2 separate regions of the Mus musculus genome follow, and region 1 is linked to region 2. A link is a contact called in public HiChIP or PLAC-seq data. All regions are on one chromosome and are shown on one strand. The core of a region is the stretch at or near the end of the contact, and the rest is flanking DNA. Distances in the headings are between cores, read along the strand shown.

Region 1 (5,322 bases), core at 842-3,341, 190 kb after region 2:
GGACAAAAACCTTATCACTGCTGCTAGCAGACGAGAGAGTTTGACACCCGGTGAATCCAGAGAGCTAGCCTAAAGGTTTAAGAAAGAAAGGTGGGGGCCTACACAATTCAGGTGTCTTTCTTAGTTGTGCTACTTGAGAAAATGAAAGCATGCAGGTTTAGGGGTGGGGTGCGAGGGGGTGGGGGAGGGGGGCAGGAATCAATTACATTTGAATGCTGGCAAGGTTGTGTACCTGCTGCAGTCGCAAGCAAGCTGATTCCTCTCTGTGCCTCAGTTTCTCTATCTGCACATCTAAAAAGTTGTTCTGTCTTCTGGCCTTGACATCCCAAAATTTCAGGCCTCCCAGGGAGGCAGGCCAGAGGACAGAACTCTGGCTGTCCATCAGAGGCCCACGTCCTTCGCTGCCTGAGCATGTGTTCTCAACTCAGAGCCACCCAGGCCTGGGCCAGGCTGCAGCCTGCGCTCATTAAGGGCCTGGGGCCGCTCCAACCTGAGTGAGTTGGCTGCCTCCAAGGGCAGGGGAGGGGACACCGGATGGCTGGTTGGTTCCCACCCGAAGCCAAACTGCTTAGAGAAGGGCGTTGTGCTGAGTCAGTTGCTGGCAGCTCGGCCTGGGGTCCCTGGCCACCCTGCCTGCCAGATGGGCCAGCTCCAGGCAGGCCTCTGAGGAGCCCACGTTATGCCTCCAAGGAGCCCGTGTTATCGACGACGCTGCCGCTGCTGCCACAGTGGTGGGCAACATGCCTTGGAAAAGCTGCACTATGGCCAGGCCTCCCAGGGCTCCCGGGGTGGGACAGCTGCTGATGAAGGGGGACTATTTTTTTTTAAGGAGCTGCCTCCTACTGACAAGATGCTAGCCAAGGTTTTCTCCTTGCTCTGTTGCCTGATGAGGGTGACTATTCTCTCAAACACCACGCGCAGTCTTTGCTCCTCAACTGCCTTCCACCTCCTGAGTCCTGGCTCAAGCTTAGCAAGGCAGTGTTTTGGGGTCAGGACACAGCCAGGAGCACACGGCAAGGGTATCTAAGGCAGAGGAGCCCCTAACGCAGAGGTCACATGCAGAGTGAAGGCAGGGCTCAGAGAAGCCAGCAGAGGACGGGGATCAAGGAGTGCTGGGAGGTGAGGGAGGACCGCAGACCTCCAAGACGCTTCAGCCTTGCAGGGGCTTCTGGGCAGAGAGATGCTAAAGCCAGAAGCAGGGCCCGGAGAAGGTCAGAAAGGAAACAGTCTGCGGAGGCACCGCCCAGGGAGACAGGTGGCAATGAATGTGTAGGACATGCCAGGAAGAAAACCAACACACAGGCCTGGGCTCCAGCCCCGAAAGCCACGGATGCGGGGGACAGATGTGTAAGACAGCACAGTATCTGCATAGGACCACCGTACACCCTTCTGTAAGTTCAAAACTATGTCTGAGTTAAAATACTCAACCCAGCAAAGGTGCTGTGTAAACAGGTGCCACATCGGTTTGGGAAACAATGACCCAAGTCTGCCCACGCTTAATACAGACACAATTTTCCCTAATATTATATGCAAAATTGTTTGAGTTCACTTATGTGGAAACCATGGATACTAAGAGTTGACTATCATTTTTTTTATTTTGTTGTTGTTGTTGTTTTTAAGTTTCAAAATCACACTTAAATTGTCCTTTGAAAGCCAAATATGTCTCACTTGAGTCCAAGGACTTCCAAAAAGAAAAGCTCTTCCCAAAATGGGGTGTTCCCTTCCTCTTATGGCTTCATATGCCCCTAGGACAGGGCTGTGCACCCCACTCTAAGAAACACGAGCCCTATCGGCCTTTAAAGAAAAGACTTGAGTTGCTGAATGTCACACGGGTGAGAGTCTCTTCTAGCCAAGCACAGCTACCATTAAAGAGCAGAGCTTGGGGAGAGGAAGGTGGGGGGTGGGGGGTGGGGGTGACCTGAGGTCAGCAGAAGCAGGACAAGGAAAAAGGAGAGCCCAGTGTCAGTAAATATTCACTGGCCTTGCCTGTCCCCAGCTCTCCTCAGCCTCTAGGGACACAGAGATAAGGCTGGTGTGACTCAGGCCACCAAGGAACTCACTTTCATGGAGATAAACACAGAAGCTGGCAGCCACAGGACAGCCTGGCAAGCAGAGGAAGCCAGAGGGCTGGAGGCAGGGTGGGTGAGGCCGGATGACCTTGGGCAGGACTTCTGGAACCTTCCTGGGACTCTTCTTATGTAGCTTAAGGAATGCACAGCTACCCCCGGGGGTCACAGTGAGGAGGCACGGAGGTAAAGCAGGGCCAGCACTGCCCACTCTGCTCCCCACCCCCACCCCAAGGGTTAGTGCTGGGGACAGATTGCAAGTGAAGATAACCTCATCTTCCAGCTGGTGTCAGCTGCCACCTAATATCAGAAGGGATTATTTGAAATTTCCCAGGCAGGCTGAGCTATGGGCTTTCCAGTCCCGTGAAAGTGGGGAAGAAAGTCAACTTGGCTTCACAGAGGAGGTGACATTGGAGACCAAGTCTCAAAGGAGGATTTATGAAACAAGAAAGAAAGAAACGCTAGGTGAGGGGCTCGTGTGCAAAGGCATATGGGGAAAGCAGTGTTTCTGTTTCACTAAGCCTAGGGCACTTGGAAGAAGCGAGTCAGAGCAGCAGAACAAAATCAATCAGGCTAAGAGAGCTCGGCAAACCAGACCAGTGAGGCTGGAGCTCATCCTAGGGAGAGTGGGAAGCCATAGAAGACCTTCAGCAGCTATGCTTGCTTTCCTGAGAAAGTCACATCTGTAAAGGGAAAGGTTTGTTCTGGCTCAGGTTCAGGGCTTTCAAATCCATGGCTGGTTGGTCACATTGCTTGGGGCTGTGATGAGGTTGTGCACAGTGGTGGCTATATTGCAAACCAGAAAACAATGAGAGGAGCAAGCTGAGGCCCTATCTATAGTCCCCTCAGGAATACACATGATGACCTAAGGCCTCCAAGGTCCTGCTTCTCAAAGTTCCCCTGTCGTCCTCCTTGAGCCATCACCCTGGAAACCAGACCTTAACACGTGAGGCTTTGGGGGAACATCCGAGATCCGACCTTCCAAGCTAGAAAGTAGCATAGCTGATACTCGACTTGAGATCCCTTGGCCAGCCACTGGGAAGACAAGGGTGATGGGAAGACCACAAGTGGTAGCAGCGGTGGGAGGGGATGGCTTTGGTCATAGAAACAGAGGGAACAGACAGATGTGGGAACAGTCTTGGGGAGTGCAGAAGACAATGATCAAGTTTTGACTTGGTCACACAAGCTGTGTGGTGGTGCTTCACCTCCTGGGAAAAGATTACCTGCAGGACCCCAGGTCAGGTGTCTAAATCGCTATGGGATGCAATGGGAATCTGGATCTTCAGGGTGCGATGAGCTGGAAGATACAGGAGGGTCATGGGAGAAAGTACTGCCAACCACGCATCAACCACAGTAAAGGGCAGTAGAGGAGCCATCTTGACTCTCCAGGCCCCATCTCCCCCACTGAAGTCGACAGGCAGCTTGACACATTTTTTTTTTCTTATTTTCTTTTTATCCCTGAAAAGATTCTCCAAATATTTATCAGGCACTATTTTTGTGCTGGGGCCATTGGAGAAGTTACTCCCAACCAGCTGCCAGTTCTTAAGTCATCCCAGACAGAGACATGTGTCAACCCATTTCAACAGTGAGGACTGTATCCATTTCAAAGTTCTTCAAAGGCATGTAAGCAATGACGCTAAGACTGGAACTTAGTCTTCTGGATCGGTAACACTGACAACCCTTCAAATTGGCAGGGCCAATGACCCCCAGGGTGGAGGGTTAGAGGCCTCCATGGATGGTCCTCACCCCAGATACAGGAAGTCCCATCCAGCGCCTCTCATACCTAGACACATGCACCACAGAGAGGATGTGCCTTGTCCTGCCTCCTTCATAAATCTTTACTCTATCTGGTCACTGTAAGGAATACTTCTCAGAATACACCTTACCTTCTAGAGTTTTATAACCGCAAAGGTGGCAAGGCCCAAGGGCAGAGTCCTTTTCTTCTTAAGTCCCTTCTCCCTATTGGCCCATGTCTCCATTTGATCACCTCCACCTGTGGCCCTGGACCTAAGCCAGGGTCCAAACCTAGGTCTGCAGCGACTGACACTCAGTAGCTTGCGCTGTGTCCCTGCGATCTCCCTCCCACCCTTTTCTATCCTGAAAATCTGGGCCCTGTGTTCTTGTCCATGGGATGGCAGTTAAGGTCCTCCTACAAGGCTGTCTAGGAGTTCCATGGGATGCTGGGAAGAGAAAGGGCCCAGAGAGCCTCAGAAGTGCTATGACTCTGCTTAGGGCTGCTGTCTACCCAACCTCAACCATGTCAGAGTCAGGCCTCAGGGCAGCTACTTCCAAAGTGGAAATGACTTGTGGGCTGGGCCAGGTGTTCTCTCTTGGAGATATTGAAGTCCTGGGTTTATGGGCTCCATGAGAAGGCGGTGCCATGACTAATCCCCATCACGGGCTTCCTCTGTCACCCTGCCTGCTATGCAGGAAGTCAGCAGGCCTCAACCACCCCCCCCCCTTAATCACTGCCACCTCCCCATGACCCGCCTCAATCACGTCTCTTTACAGTTGGGCAGAGCCGGCTGGGCCTCCTCAAACTTCCATATCTGCGCCTCTAGATCAGTGATAGGCCTAATGGCGTTTGCTTGCTTCCACACCCTGAGCCCAGCATTCCGGGAGTCACGCAATCCCACAGGCCCAGGAAGGAAGCTGTTCCCACAGCCACGGGGCCTTGGGGCCTGGGGAGTCTCCCCACCCCATACAGCATGTGAAATGAGCCTTTCTTCAGGGTCACCTGCCCAGGTGGCCCCAGCCATGGCTGACTTCTCTGTTCTCCAGTCCTGCCCAGCCTGACAAGAGAGAGAGTGTGTGTGTGTGTGTGTGTGTGTGTGTGTGTGTGTGTGTGTGTGTGTTGTATATGCATAATTCTCTCTATCTCTCTTTCCCCTCCTTCCCTTTCCCCTTCCCTTCCCTCCCTCCTTCCTTCCCTGTCTCATTTGGACTCCCTCCCAGAGGTCTATAGACTCCTAATTTATCCTCCCAGAGAGCAGTGTTTGCTAGCATGACCGCCACTATCCATTCCTTATCTTACCCACTGATCCATTCCTTTCTTTCCTTCAGACCACTGAGCAGCTCTGGGTCAGGCTCTGTTGCTGCTGAGTGGTGGTAAACACAAAGAAGAGTGGTGTCCATACTGCACCATACAGAGCTGTGGCTGGAAGGTCTGCTTCAAGGTAGAGAGGGCACAGAGAGGCTGCCACAGCTATACCCCTCACCCTCCACTTGGGCCCCAGCCTACCGACCCCCATCCCTC
Region 2 (4,815 bases), core at 283-2,782:
TAAAGAACTCAGACAATAGTTCTGGAGCTGTTTTTCCTCATGGAAAACTGTATCTCATCAGCCTCTCAGAACCCGAATCTCTATCTCCTTGTTCAGGAAGACAGGCACACTCTTTGTGAGTTCCTCCATCCCAGACAGAAGTCCTGACAGCCAAGGTAACCTACAGGGTTTCTTTACTTGCGGCTTCTCCTGAAGGTCTCAGTACTGTGGTCTGTATGCTCCAATGTCGTTTCATAGATTTTCATCCAGCAGGAGGTCAGATCTGGTACCAGTAATGCCACCATCCCTGAAAACAGAACTATACTGCATTGTCAGGTCTCATGGACAATGATTGTGCATGGCTGGGTTCCCACTTTAGGTAAAAATAGGTGTGTGTGTGTGTGTGTGTGTGTGTGTGTGTGTGCATGAGGGAATGAGATATGGTCAAAGAAATTGCCTCTGAATCTCCCAGAGCTCAGAGAAACTTCAACAGCTCACCTGAAACACGTCCATCACGTGGGTAGTTAAATGAAGAGCCATTCTTCCCTGAAGCCAGGCATACTTCCAAAATTATCCCTTCACTTCTAAGTAATCATTACCACCACCAACATGCTGCCTTCAATAGCTTTGCCGTATTCCTCCCAGCATTTAAAGGGTTACAACTGTGGAGTAAGTCCCACTTCTGCCTGATTCACTAAAGAGCTCAGTCCACCCACTGGGCTTGTTCAACCCCAGCACATTTCTCTTTATCATTTCACAGAGGGGAGAAATCATACAATTTCTTTACAAAAATCTAAGATTCTGCTTCGGGGACCAGGGGCCAACTGCCTCTCTTGACTTAACGTTCAGCCTTTGGGTTTTGTTCATCGTGGGGAGGACGTGGTTACTATTTTGGCTGTCCCCATGTTTTCATTATGTTTTCTGGTAGACGGCTTCCTCTCTGAGGTCTCTCACAGATTTTATGCTTTATCCGAGGGGGAAAAAGATCAACCATGAAGTTGACTCTTTGAATCTGCTTCTGTGTCTGCCAAGTGCCCTGTGAGAAATGAGGTGGGGGAGATGAGCGTTTTCGCTGTTCATCTGTCCGCAGTGTGTGCCTCAGCACTCTGAGGACAGACGCTCACAGCTGCCATCCAGCTCCAGAAAGATGGGATTTTTAGCACTAGCCCGTGTGCGCATGCGTGTACGTGTGCGCATGCGTGCACAGGTACAAAAGCAAAAAAAAAAAAAAAAAAAAAAAAAAAACCCACAAAATTGATCTTTTTAAAAAGAAGACTATGAATATTTTAAGCTTAAAAAAATTAAGTCCAGTCCTTAATTTCAGTACCTCCTAGTTCTTTGACTTTATGAATGGAAAAGGGTGGCAAGTATCCACTGGCTTAATCTAAGGTGTCAACAGTCCCTCTCTGAAGCTATTGAAATAAGGGGAGTGCCCGCAATTACTAAAGATCTTCCGGAGATAAAAGAGCAATTGCATAAGCTTCTGGCTCCATGCATCCCAGTGAGTCAGCATTTCACAAAAAGCTCAATCCCATTGGTGCTCCAGCTCCACACATTTTGAGGAATAATTTATCCTCACATGCAGGTGAGTCACTGGAAAGGCACAGATGTGCACTCGGGTCGCCCAGAGATCTGTCTGCACCCCGGGGAAGGCTCCCTTTACCTGCTTCCTACTGGATATTTGCTTTGACCAGAGATGATGGCCAAGGCAGAAGTCTCTCTCCTGGCAGTGAGATGAGCAAGGGACAGATGGTACGGCCGAGAGGCAAAGAGCTACCTCAAACTCCCTGTTACCAAACTAAGTGCTCACGTGCTGCGAAGCTTTGGCAGCCTGAGTTCTTTCCCAGAACCCACATGGTGGAAGGAGACTACTGACTCCCCAGAGTTTTCCTTTGACCTCTACTTTGCATATGTGGCATGCACAGACATGCATTACACACTCACGATAGATGGATGGATGGATAGATAGATAGATAGATAGATAGATAGATAGATAGATAGATAGACAAATGTTTAAATAAAACTCAACTTGTTCTTGTCATCTAATTCACCTGGGAGATTATGTACCTGGTCCTATGCTTATCTGTCGTGCACCCTAGGGGGCCTGATAAGGAAGGGAAGAAATGTGATATAGAGGCACGTTGCTACCAGGTCACCCTGCAAAGAGCTTCGTACTAAAGCCTTTGCTGAAGCGGTGCCCATTAACCTCTGCCTTCCGTGTTTACACAGACTATAACTTGGCCCCACAGAACCCTCAGAGGAGGAGTGCAACCTGGGTAGCCTGCTGGTTTCCTGGATGGCCATGGAAAAGTAGCCAAGCTTATAAAATCAGATCCTGGGCGGGGTGTGACTCAGTGGTAGAATGTGTGTTTAGCCTGCTGGAAGCCCCGAGTTCCATCCCTGGCACCATAACATAAACTATCCAGGAAGGAAATCTTCCTGACATTTGGTTTTTTTCCCTTATAAATAAAACATGTAGTGTACTATTTTCTTAAAGACACACTATAAATTATCAGTCACAGGGAGTCACAGTGCAATAGGACCCTTAAACATAACGAGGCACTTAGACGTTTTCCCCAGCACTAAATACTGGTTGTAGACTTCTATTCTCTGTGGTTATGATGTTTTCCCTCCCTCACAATGTTCTCTTTGGTCCTTTCCTTACAGATATATTGAGACAGATCACATCTTCCTATTAGGAAAAGAATATTAAATTGAACTAACTTGGAATTTTTTTCTTTTATTACATATTTTCTTCATTTACATTTCAGATGCTATCCCCAAAGCCCCCTATACCCTCCCCCTGCCCTGCTCCCCAACCCACCCACTCCCGCTTCCTGGCCCTGGCATTCCCCTGTACTGGGGCATATGATTTTCACAAGACTAAGGGCTTCTCCTCCCATTGATGGCCGACTAGGCCATCCTCTGCTCCATATGCAACTAGAGACACAGCTCTGGGGCATACTGGTTAGTTCATATTGTTGTTCTTCTTATAGGGTTGCAGACCCCTTTAGCTCCTTGGATACTTTCTCTAGATCCTTCATTAGGGGCCTTGAATTTTTTTTTAAATCCAATTTAATTTGAATACATAGAAACTATTATTTCTGAATTTTGTGTACAGATTTTCTTATGAATAATGTCCATTACATTGGGAACACAGACTTCATGACACTCATTGTCTGCTCAACTATATTTTTTATTTGCTTTCTTTGGGGAACAAAGGCTATGTTCCAAATAGGTAGGGTTGTCTCAGAGCTAAATTGTTGTCAGCTGTCATGTTGAAGAGGTGCCTCCATCATCATCCATAAAAGGAATGTATAGAGCCCCAGGTTCCCTGATAATATATAAACACATATGTATGCTTGTATGAAAATGTCATGTTGAAACCTATTACCATATATAATTCATGTATGTTAATAAAATATTTTCAAAATTGGTGTTTCCAGGGTATTCCTCCAATGTACACACACACACACACACACACACACACACACACACACACACTCACACACTCACACACTCACACACACTCACATACACACTCATATACTACAAGAACCCCAATTAATACTCCAAACATTGAGTAGTACTAAGCCTTATCCATAAAGGATTTTTTTGGCTGTACATGCCTACAACAAAGCTTAGTTTATAAATTAATATGAAGCTATTAGCACAGGAAGAGATTAACAATAATAAATAATAAAATAAAGAATTATATAGTATGACAAAAGTCACAGGAATGTAGTATCTCTTTCTCCCTCCTTCCCTCACCCCTCCCCTTCTATCTTCCTATTCTTTCTTTGATGTGGGGGTCTCATGGAACTCAGGCTAGCCTCAAATTCACTTGTAGCTGAGGATACCCTCGACCTTTTGACCCTCTGGCATTAGCTTCCCAAGTGCTGCCTTTACAAGTGCACCCCTCCACACCTGTGCCTTACACCACTTTCACCGTCTTACTCCACCGAAGCACTTTACAGCTTCCCTACAATGTATCTGAATTGCCAGTGTTGAGTCTCTTGGACTTTGGGGCCCTTACATAAAACAAGCACTGTGATAGTGTGTAACATTCAGGCTGATAACCTAGGTGAGTGCTAAGTGAGTAATGGGTGGGTAGCACACACAGTGTGGATGTGGTAGACAAGGAGATGACTCAGATCTGGAGTGCGACAGGGTGGGACTGGGAGATTGCATCATGCTACTCAGAACAGTACAATTTAAAGCTGCATAATTATTTACTTCTGGAACGTCCTTTTTTATTTCCAGAATAGATCTTCCTATGTCACTCAAGTTGGCCTTGGACACCACATTCCCCTACCTTAGCCTCCAGTGTGTTGAGATTACAGGTGTGTGCCTTCATACCTGGCCCCATCTAATATTTGGAGGTCACAGTGGGCATTACAAGTGTCTGAGACCAGAAAGCATAACTGTGGCTAAATCAGATCACTGTGCTAGCTACTGTATATAAAGAGCCAGCCTTTACTGAAGTGGCCTCTGTCTGCTTATGGCCATGAGGTGTCAAGGCTGTTTTTATGTTCTATGACCATATTTCTTCAGCATTAGAAATGTTCATTTTTATTATCTTGTTTTCTTTATTTTTTTAAATCAAAGATTTGTTTTAAAATTATGAATATATATTTTCTCATTTCTTGGTATTCCAATTCCCTAGCTAGACTGAGCCTATATGTTCATTTTTTTTCTTTGAATCCAGTATCTCTCCCACTATTTTGACAGTTGGCTCTGATAACCACCCCCAGCATTAACTTCAACTAGGGGTTTTTACTTTGAAACTATTTAAGTAGCCTGGTTAACCAAGTTGAATATAGGGATTAGAAAAGC

Evidence for each region. HiChIP or PLAC-seq counts read pairs in DNA pulled down with a chosen protein or histone mark.
Region 1: an HNF4G HiChIP or PLAC-seq map of pancreatic cancer cells shows a contact between it and region 2. The contact joins two enhancer-like sites. A contact is called at or near these places in 1 of 15 datasets of contacts at CTCF or cohesin (the NIH/3T3 cell line), 4 of 115 datasets of contacts at active chromatin or transcription factors (CD8 T cells, the NIH/3T3 cell line, embryonic midbrain and 1 more) and 2 of 9 other capture datasets (bone marrow-derived macrophages and embryonic stem cells).

Annotation. Positions count from the first base shown.
Region 1 is chr6:115,499,185-115,504,506 of GRCm38.p6, forward strand. No RefSeq gene overlaps it. Among named protein-coding and RNA genes, the nearest start is that of Gm36301, 18 kb to the right of the region's middle. Within about 2 kb of position 2,092, at least 43 of the 459 cell types and tissues checked have an H3K27ac peak or open chromatin away from gene starts, as enhancers often do. A contact at or near this core is called in pancreatic cancer cells, where this site is marked.
Region 2 is chr6:115,311,884-115,316,698 of GRCm38.p6, forward strand. Gm38877 (a long non-coding RNA gene) reads right to left here. Exons shown (of 3, transcript XR_869368.1): 2 at 165-286. Among named protein-coding and RNA genes, the nearest start is that of Gm38877, 2.8 kb to the right of the region's middle. Within about 2 kb of position 1,533, at least 41 of the 459 cell types and tissues checked have an H3K27ac peak or open chromatin away from gene starts, as enhancers often do. A contact at or near this core is called in pancreatic cancer cells, where this site is marked.